Linked DNA regions of Mus musculus: region 1 is linked to region 2. A link is a contact called in public Hi-C data. All regions are on one chromosome and are shown on one strand. Each heading gives the region's core, a stretch centred on a gene start, on an enhancer-like site or on the middle of the called end of the contact. The rest is flanking DNA. Distances are from core to core; before and after follow the strand shown. Region 1 has its middle 37 kb from the start of Gm35222. Region 2 holds the start of Npas2 (neuronal PAS domain protein 2).

Region 1 (4,976 bases), core at 1,788-4,287, 130 kb before region 2:
ACATCACTCAGCCAATTGGTCCGTGGAAGCTGCAAGAAGCCGCCAGCATGCCACCAGAAGTTTTTTGGTGTGCTTCTCTGTGTGTGTGTGGGGGGCGGGGGGGGGGATTTATTTTGGTTCATGGTTTGAGAGGGTTGCTGTCTGTCTTGAGGAGGAAGACAGGGTAGAGTTCATAGCATAGAGAACATAAGGCTGGTGCTTCTCACGTCATAACAGCAGACAGGAATCGAAGAATTTTAGACCAGAACCTGAGGAAAATCTTCAGAACATCGGTATAGCCTTCAGGGAAGTCCATGACTTCCCAAAGCACTACCACCAACCAGGGACCAAGAATCTAAATACGTGCGCCTTGTAAGGGACAGCTCATACTCAAAAGCAAATGCCTACCTTCTTACAACCCAAACGGCCTAATGTTGACATCAAGTTATTGGACTCCTTAGGGTTCTGGCTGGGATATAGTGGTTAGAGAGGGCCATATTTGGGCCTTCGACCCAGATCTGCCTCCTGTATCTTGCCAGCCCCACTTCTTATCCTAAGAATCCTCAGAAAATACTGAGGGAGAAGCCTCTGGGCCACTGTAGATAGCTGGCTTCTAGCTTCCCTTGATAAGTAGCAGAGAGGAGATCCATCCTGCATATAGAAGCACTGGGGGCCTGTGGGTAGAAAATTGAAAGTGCTGGCTGTCCTAAGCATGGGGTCAACAGACCCAGGGCCAGTGAACATATTAATGGCCTCATGGTCAATATTTGCAGGTACTGTGGATCAATGTGGTTTGAATGCATCCAACGTTGATGTTCTGAGCGCTTGTTCTCCTGTGTGTGACAATACGGAGAGATGGTAGCTCCTTAAGAAATAGAATATGCTGGAAAGTGGTTAGTCCCAGGAGCACTTGCCCTCTGAGGTGCTTGTCGTGGCTTTTCTTATGTCATCCTCAGCGTGCGAACTTTTCACATGTGTTCCTGCCACCACATTCTGACACAGCCAGAAGGCTGTCCTCAGAGGTCAATCAGATGGGGCTATTGATCTTTCTGCCCCCCAACAACGGACTAAACTGAGCAACCCTCTCTACTGTGTAAAACCCATCACCAGATATTCTCTAGGACTGAGAGAGCAGTCTCTCTAGCAACTATACGACTCAGTTGCCGTGGGGTGGCTGACAGGCTGAGAACAAATGGCTGTGTTCCCACAGAACATCACCATGGGCCCCCTCACCCAAATCTTATGTATCTGCATCACAACATGCTTCCTTTCAGACTTTACAATAACTGAGATATAGAAAACCTTTCTCAGCTCAGAAGCTGTAGGAAAAGCAGGGCAGGGTAGCAGTTTGCATATCCACAGCCTTGGAGATAAGAAACTCGGGTCATCACCTCCCATTCATCCCTGGGCCTCACCTTGTATAGAGTAGGACCCTAGGACATAACACAGAAGCCAGGACCCTCTCCATCCCAGCCTCAGGATGCTGCCGGAGATGCCTGCCAGGCTGAGCGTTCCTGGTGCTCCACACCAGGCTAATTAGAGGAGTTGGTGGGTGATGGGGAGAGTTGTTTGACTATGACTCTGGTCCTGGCTGCTTTATAGCATCTTTCCTAGCCTTCCATTGCATTCATTAGCCTGCCTTTTCCAATAGCCTCAGAATTGTGAGATGTGACAACTTCGTTTTCTCTGACAAACAGACCGTGGCTCGTCAACTACCTGATTTTTAGAAAACTCACTTCAGGGCCCACTGTGGAATCGTCTTCTCCCTACAGCTCTCCCACAAGACTCTTCTAAACAGCAATGATGGCGTTCCCTGTGCCCAGCATCCGAGGTGACCCTGCTTTGGTGTTGGGCTGATGCCAGGCTGAGGAAAAGTATGATACCTCTCATTTCCTCCCAGTGGCTGGATTTAGGCTGCTGTCTCGAATGCTATCCCGTGTAGTTGCTGGATAATCTATTTTCCGTTTGCTCGCTTATAAGCGATTTCGAAGGCTCTTGTGCAAATCATTGTTACATCCCTATATTTAGCTTTGAGCTGAATCAATCTGATGGCTTCCAAGCAGAGAGAGGAGAAAGAGGGGGGGCAATTTTGATATTTTGATAAAGGTGCCCTTTCCTTCAATTTCCACTTTAAAAAATAGAACTGTGTGCTCTGGAGGTGGGTGTGATCTGTGGTAACAGATGCAGTCAAAGGAAATTATGTAAAAAAGATCATACTTATGTCTAAGTGACCGTGCATCGAGGAGCCACTTCCCCCTCTGTTTGGCTCAAATTACCATGGGAACAGTTTGTGTCTCTGGAGAGGTACTTGAGGGAGCACCGCATCTGGCAGACTACCTTCCACACAAGCCCTGCACAGCCTGATGAACAGAGCTTATCACTCACTCCTCCCTTAGCACTGCTGGCCGCTCTGGAGACTGGTCTCCCACTGCTAAAACTTGGGGGTGCCTTCTGAGCCTGTGATAGTTAATAGGGGAGGAAAGCCACCCGGCATTAAACCCTCAGGTTAACAAGTCCAGCCTGGAAGAGCTTGGGTTAAAGGGCATAGTCTAATCCTTCTTATTCTTTGGTGTATAATAATTCAAACCATGTCCTGCCTGGCAAATTTGTTCAAAATGGGAAAATTCAAACACTCAGAGCCCTTCCCCTGCCCTAGTGCCAAATGTCCTCTCTTCTCCCTTGACACATCACCAGGACAGGACACTCAGGAAGCCATAGAAGATATTAGAGGATCTGAGGACCCAGCTATGTCTCACCCCTCCCCACCCTTCCCCACCACATTGTCTTGTCCCATCCCTGTGGAGTCCTTCCTTCAGTTGTTCAGCTCTGTCTTAGGTATCAGAGCAGCTGGTTGTCAGAAGCTGGCTGCATCCTGGATGGAGCTGGAGCCAGGAGGAGTCTCATCCTCAGATCCCACCTAGATGATGCAGGGTGCCAAGGGCTGGGGACTGGAATCCAGTCATTCTAAAAGTTCTTCAAGGAGATTCAGACACATGGAGGACAGCTGCTGTGTGATGACTGCCAGTTCTGTTTAGAACCTGTATCCTCTAACCACATGCGCTTCCCAGCCTACCATGTTAGCCAGTAGCTCCCACAGCCCGCACACAGGGGGCCATATGGAGCACTCCTATTTTATACTCTCCTTGATCTAGATAATTAGGCCCACAAAACAGGAGATGTGTTTATTTTATTCACTGGGCACAACGCCTGCCAAGTTGTAAGTATTTGCTGCAGCTACAAACCAGTGGATGAGACATAGTGCTTGCCTTCAGGAAATCATCCCTCAAGACACTTTATCTTGGCCAGAGCCGGGTGTATTGGTTGTAGGGTACCAGTCTCAACAGATTAGCTGATTGGGACTGCGTCCTTCTCCACCCAGCTTTGAAAGTTCAATCTCTGCGCAAGCTAAGTGGTCTAGGCTCTGCTTGCCCTGGAGAGACTGAGCCCTTGGCTGGGTCTATGATCGCCTTTGTCCTTCATCTGGTGCCCATTGGGATTCTTTAAGGGGACAATATCTGCACTCTCCAAGTTGTATGCACCTCTCTACTGAACTCACAGTCCCTAGGCACCTCCTCTCTCATCAGTTATATCCCTACTGTGTTAATTGTTGTATCCTTTCCCCCAACTAATCTCCCTATGGCACAGTTCTCATCTCTGACTCCCTGGTGGAATCCTTTGGAATCTACTGGAAAAGTTTTCAAACGCCCACTTTCATTCACAGAACAATATTATGTTTCCATCAGTCTCTGGGCACTATTCCAGGTCCCCAGAACTACTAATGCTCCCTGGGTGACCACTGAGTCAAGGCCTGCTGTGCTAGGGAAGCCCAAGTACAGTCACACTTAACTGTCCTTTATATTGACATATCGGCAGCCACGGTTGTGAGACTGGCCAGCAAGCAAGCCAGAGATAGCATTGATTGAGCACTGGCTCTGCGGCAGTAGCTGTTCTAAGTGCTGCATGGGTGTTAGCTCATTTACTTGTCACGATCTGAGTTCAGATCGTAATAGCCGATGCCTCTTATGCTTTGTGGCTACCCCAGGTCTGTGCTAAGTACTTCAACTACATCTGTTTATTTATTGCTAAGGCAAGCGGAAGCACGGAGAGCACAAGCCATTGGCCTGAGGTGAGGGACTGAGAAGGATGTTGGGAGGGGACACCCACCCAGGTACCTGGCTTGAGAACTCAAGAGCATCACCTATAAAGCCCGAGTGAGTCTGTGTGGAAAGATCTAGGAGAGGAGACCCTATAGCCCATGTGAGATGGATGAACACCTGTTATGTGATTCACTTCATCTGAGGAGCATGACTCGGGTCAGAGCCTCTGGTCACTGTGAAGGGTGAGGCCAGTAAGGGACCTGTGGTGGCATTTTTGTTGCAGGAGTAGAATAGGCTAAGCATTTGTATGTGGCATGCACTTCCGTTTTCTGACTTCTGAGGTGAACATGTTTACCCATAAGCTAGGAGACCTCCTCAGAGGGAAAGATGGCCATCTTCCTCATCATTTACTCAGAAGACACAGAGACAAAGGAGAGCCATTTGGTTAGGGCAGGTTCTTTTTTGCCTTTTGAAAGAGCGACTGCCCAGATGGTCCCAGTTATTGCCTTTAGGGGAAGACTCAGAAACACAAATGTTGAACACGGGCTAGCTAAGCATCACTTGCTTGGCGGTCCCAACATCCATCTCTACCTCTATTGGAAATGTCCCTGTCCTTTGCCTCGTTGGGCCCATGGCCTAGGAGTGGTGTCCCACCTGTACCCTGATTTGGGGGATAAACAACTTACACAAGTTAAGCAGCCACAAGATTTTCTTAGGCACAAGTATGGCCTCTGTCCATTTAGGCTGCTGTGATGGAAGGCCATAGACTAGGTAACTTATAAGTGACAGAACTTCATTTCTCATTGATCACGAAGCTGGAAGTCTAAGATCAAGGTGCAATTAGATTGTCTCTGGTTTATAGACAGCCATCATTTTTTCTCTGTGCTTGCTCATACTGGC
Region 2 (5,285 bases), core at 2,383-4,882:
CCTATGTGAGAAGTTAATTATATCAGTATTTCTAACTGAGATATGCTACAGATTTGACATGCAATTAGATCCAATGGATTAGTTGGATGATTTTTTATATATTTTGAAATATTGGTAATTAATGAAAATTTTCATCCTCCATTTCATGCCTTTTGATTTCTTGGAAAAAATATCGAGGGTTGCTTGGAAATCACTGAAAGACTTGATCAACAAAAGCAAACTCCTTTAAAGGATAAATGACTGGGGCCACGTGAGAATTTCCACCCCCACAATGCAGGTTTGAAGTGCTGCATCTGATCCGTGCCACACATTTTAAGTAATGTGTCCATCATGATGAACTATCGTGAGTTTGCTATCTCGTGGGTGCTCTGCCACCTTGTCCACAATGGCCATTCTGAGTTCCTCCTTTGAACTCCTGTCATCCACCCTATGTAGCTCATGTCTATCTCTGTCTCTCAGATTGTAAACCTCCTGTGTACACAAACCCCTCTCAGTGTTCCACACAGGGCTCTGGAAGGAAGTGTACAGTCAAACGCACGGAGAGAGCAGGAGGCCCTCCTTTGCAATCGGAGGGAGAACACGTTTGTTTGGGGACTACAGTCTCCACTTGACTCAAAGTCCCTCCTGGGTGAGAAGAAACACTCGAGAAGGGGTGAGGCTTGGGATAAGTATGACCACCACATTCACACAGTCTCCATAACAAACAGGAAGAAAGCAGGAAGGCTCCTCACAACCAATAAGAACAGGACAGCTCAAGCACTTGTTACACTGCAGACTTGTGTAATTAGGCCATGTCAAGTTTCTTAAAAGAGATCCCAATGGGTTTTCAAGCTGCCAGAGGGAGTTGGAATCTCTTTCAAAGAAAATTTTAAAACAAGAAAGAAAAAAGAAAGAAAAGGAAGGAAGAGAGAGAGAGAGAGTTCTAAATTCTATATTAAATCTGGTTAGAAACACAATTTCATCTTTATTGGATATTAGTCATAGCCACTGTTTAAAGGCACAGTAAAAGGCTGCTTGCTTAAAGGAAAAGGACAGAAGAACAGAGAGAAAAGTAAAGGAAAATAAAATACTTCCCTCCTCTAGCTGGAAAGGGGAACTCCAAACTAACAAGGGGTCAGTCAACTTTCTCTTTCCTCAAAAGCCTTTGAGTCAGAAACAAGCCTGAGGACGGCAGGGTTTGTAGGATGCTCGGAGTTCTGTGCACGTGCTTATTTTCTCAGAAGGAGAATTAGACAAAAATAATACAAATGGGAAATAAAGAGAATGACCTACTTTACTGGGGAGGGGAGGACCTCTGTGTGAGTGTTTTCATCTAATTGACTGGGTAGGGTTGCATGTCCAAATAAGGCCCCTCTGGTGCAGGTCCAGTTTGCACTGGAGAGGAGAAATCCAGGCCCCAGAACACCATGAGCCAGGACTAAGGCTAGCTCTTGGAACTGAAGCCTCAGAAGCTCCGGAGACCCCTTCTGGACACACACACACACACACACACACACACACACACACACACACACACGCACACGGGGAGGGGAGAGGGGGAGAGGGAAAGGGAGGAGAGGGAAAGGGAGGGGAAGGGAGAGGAAGAGGGAGAGGGGGAGGAAGAGGAAGAGGGAGGAGAGGGAGAGGGAGGGGGAGAGGAAGGGGGAGAAAGAGGGAGGGGGAGGGTGATAGGTAGCCAGGAGCCAATGGGGGCGTTTTCCTTGTCCAGGCCACTTGCTGGAATGTGAGATGTAGAATGACCCAAAGAGAGCTGCCAAGACAGAGCTCTGCCCCAGGAATTGAACTCAAAGGGTGTCAGAAAGCAGGTGGCCTTTGTGCACCTGGCGCGGGGACGTGGCTCCCCTCTTCCGGCTGGTCTAGCCAGGTGCCTGCCTGCCTGCCTGCCGTGATCTCTGGACGCCAGTAGAGGGTTGTTGTGGGTTTGGGTGAAACACGCCACCCCTGAGCTCTTCCGCGGGGCTAGCAATCTCCCCATCACCCCATTCGCGCTCAGAACCCCCTCAGCGAGTCTAACAGCAGGCCTGGTTCCCCGTACCCCGTCTGCACATCTGTCTTGGCTAGGGGTTTGCAGAAGCTTGGGAAAAGGGCTCCCTGTGTTCTTGCGCGCGCCGCTCTCTACAGCTTCTCTTTTTCTTGGATTCTCGCCTGTCTCCTCCCACAGGAAAAAAAAAAAAGGTCACGTATGTTTGGAAAAATATGTAGGTCAGTGGAACATTTCCTGCACTGGTGCAAAAGGAGAGAGGGCAGTGGGGGCGGGGAGGGAGAGGCCCGGCGCTGCTCCTAGGGCGCCTCCTGGCCGCAGCCCCCGACCTGTGGCCCTGGGGTTACAAGGGGACATTTAGCGGGTTCTTGCCGATCCTTGACCCATTTTCCTGACCAGTTAAGCTCGCCCTGGAGGAGGCACCGAGCGTTCCTCCCTAGCAACCGCTGCTATATTCCACGAACAGCGTTCACTCTCACATCCCAGGACCCTTCTTCTCACCTGGTGTTCCCTCACCCACCCACGTCCCCAGTAACCTGAGTCACGGAAGCGCAGAGGCCTGCCCTTAGAGGTCGGCGTGGGCGAGGGGGACAAGACAATCACATTCTAGCAAACACCCCCACCCCGTGACAGCACAGTGGCAGTGGGCACTGAGATGATTCCCATTTACCCGGGGCACGGATTCTTTGCTACCCCCCTAGTGACAACTTTAGCAGGACCCTGGCCGGCAGCTCCTCAAATGTCAAGCTCGCCTCCCCTCTTCCAGGTTCCGCACTAAGCACAGTCTCCCCCTTCCACCGCGCCCAGTCCGGACCAGACTGGCCGGACCCCCACGTCGATACCCCCACACCCCCCTCCCCAAGCAGCCCCGCAGGACTCGCAGAGGCCCTGGGGGCGCACCGGTGTCTGCCCCGCCGAGAGTCGCCGGGGGGTCGCAGGGTCCGCGTCCCTGCGGCACGCGCTGAGTGCGCGGCTCACACTGGGTTTGGACCGTAGGGGGGTGGGGGGAGCGGGTAGCCGCCGGAGCCTGGAGGCTTAAGAGGAAGAGGAGGAGGAGGAGGAGGAAGGGGAGCGGGAGGAGGAGGAGAAAGAGAAGAGGGAGGAGGAGGAGGCGGCAGCGGGGCGGGGAGGTGGCGGCGGTCCCCAGCTCTACGCGCCCAAGAGTTTGCGGCGCGAGCGGCGGGCTTTTCCGCAGGACCCGAGGGACCCGCGCAGCGGCCGCGGAGCCCCGAGACCCCGGCGGCAGCGGCGAGAGCAGCGCCTCCCGCCGCCGCCCGGGAGAAGCTCCCCGAGCCCGCCTGCCGCCCCGGCTCCCCGCGGCGGCGGGAGGCGCGTCTCCCCGGCCCAGTCGGTGCCCGGCCTGGCGGGGCCGCCCCGGCCCGCTCGGAGGTAAGAGGCCACCGCGCTTGGGGACGCACGATCTCGGGTGGGAATACGTGCGCGTGGCTCGCGGCTCTGGTCACCTGCTCGCTAGCGCTGGGGACGCGCGGGGCAGGGAGGGACGCTCGGGCGCGACACCGCGCGAGGCTGCGCAGCGCAGGCACCCGGGGGTTGGGGCGCGGGGAGGTGAGTCCTGCGCACTCCGGGTCCTGCCGCCCTGGGCTTCGGGTCCTGCCAACCGCTGCAGCCAGACAGACGGTGGGCTCCCGGAGCTGCTCGCCAAGAGAGAGGACTAGGCACCCCAAACATCGGGATTCGGGGGTCCTCCGAGGGTGCTAGAGGGGTACTGCGTGCCCGGACAGAAGCTTTCAAGATTGCCCGCTGCCCTTCCAGAGCCCCACCGCAGGCATCCCGAAGCGTAGGGAGCCCGGGACGCCTGGAGAGTGTGGTTGCCTGGCCGGGCCCTTGTGTCACTACGTTCCTGGGTCTGACTTGGCTTAGGGCTGGACTGAAAGCCCAGTCTTTGTGCTTAGACAGCTCTGCGCTCCTGGGACTCCCCGGGTTGGATGCTACAACATTGTTTTAGTGGGAGGTGTGCCCCCTCCCCAAGTAGAGGAGGGGTGCGACCTTGACTTTTCTAAAAAGCCACTTAGGGTGGGAAGCAGGGGGCAGGGACAGGTACCAAGAGGCTCAATTCAAAGCCAGCCTCCCCCCTCTGCCCGCCTCTCCTTAACTGCTTAAGGTAAGAAAGTTTGTTTTCGGCTCTGTGGTTCATAAATAATTAGTAACCAGTTTTGTTGACAAGGCAAGATGGAAACCTTAAGCATACACGCGCATTTCCACCGACTCTAGAATCTCCTAAGGTTAAATCCGGGAGTCTTTAGTTCGTAAAGTTGTAGGCTGTAGCGTTCAACAGGTGTTGCAAGGGTCCTAGAGGCCCCAGCTTAGGGTTTTTTTTTCTCTATCCATTGCGTTAGGATCCGCCCCTAGTTCGCGGTTAGCTTGCTTCTTTACAGGTGAATATTGAGTCGTTATTAACTGCGTCGGCGGAGACAGCTAGTCTGTCTCAATCACTAGAACTCTATTATCCTTAATAGGGTTTTCTTTTATAGGAGGGATTTCCCATTTGGACTTTCCAGGTAGTTAGTCCTGAAGCAGTTCCTGGCAGGACTCAGCTCTGTCAACACCTTCCTGTCTCTCTCTTCACAGAGAAGTCCCCATCCAGCGAACTGGCCAACTAATTATGGCTTGCATGAAAAACGGCCAGCCCTGGAAGGCACCCTTCAGACTCAAGAGCAAATACTGGCTTGATCTTCCTTCCTGCTGCTAAAATTTCTCTGAAGGAAAACGTTGCCAGAAATAACCTCCAATCTCTTTTTAAATAGCCCCTAAATAAATATAATCCTGTTTTTAAAAGAGATATTGCGATCTGGGCCACTATTTTACAAAGCAAATTTTTCGTTACTGACAGATATGAACCAGTTGAGGTACTGGTGTTTCCCAGCAGTCTACTCTTTTGCCATTTCCCCTCAGAAACCCGTACCTCTATTTATTTGGAGGTCATCCCGCTGTGCAGATGTGGAAAAGGTTTTTATTCCAACTACTCCCTAGAGTTACATCTTGAGGGGTAGGAGAGGATATACTCTAGAGAAAGCACATTATTAATAAAATGTTACAACACACGCCCAAGGGTTAAACATGCCTGGAGAATGGAGTGAGACAATTGCAATGAGTGTGTTGAGAGGAAAATTTCCTGGTATGATAGATGTTCACATGGTAGCTGAAGAGATGACCTTTATATAGAAAACAATTGGTGTTTTTTTTTTTTTAACTTACCTAGTTGTTTGTAACAATTTGGTCTCTGCTTTATGTTTCTGGCTGCTTTGTAATAAAAATGTAAAAAACAATGAAATCAGTAAAAACA

The links. Hi-C and Micro-C count contacts between places; a contact is called where the count stands out from the background.
Region 1: a Hi-C map of cerebral cortex shows a contact between it and region 2, with 4 times the contacts expected there. The contact joins the enhancer-like site here to the promoter of Npas2 in region 2. A contact is called at or near these places in 2 of 39 promoter capture datasets (both in liver), 6 of 484 Hi-C or Micro-C datasets (cerebral cortex, forebrain and liver), 4 of 115 datasets of contacts at active chromatin or transcription factors (fibro-adipogenic progenitors, forebrain, kidney and 1 more) and 3 of 9 other capture datasets (adipose tissue, liver and macrophages).

What each region holds. Positions count from the first base shown.
Region 1 is chr1:39,061,949-39,066,924 of GRCm38.p6, forward strand. No RefSeq gene overlaps it. Among named protein-coding and RNA genes, the nearest start is that of Gm35222, 37 kb to the left of the region's middle. Within about 2 kb of position 3,038, at least 17 of the 459 cell types and tissues checked have an H3K27ac peak or open chromatin away from gene starts, as enhancers often do. A contact at or near this core is called in cerebral cortex, where this site is marked.
Region 2 is chr1:39,190,640-39,195,924 of GRCm38.p6, forward strand. Npas2 (neuronal PAS domain protein 2) reads left to right here and starts at 3,633. Exons shown (of 21, transcript NM_008719.2): 1 at 3,633-4,103.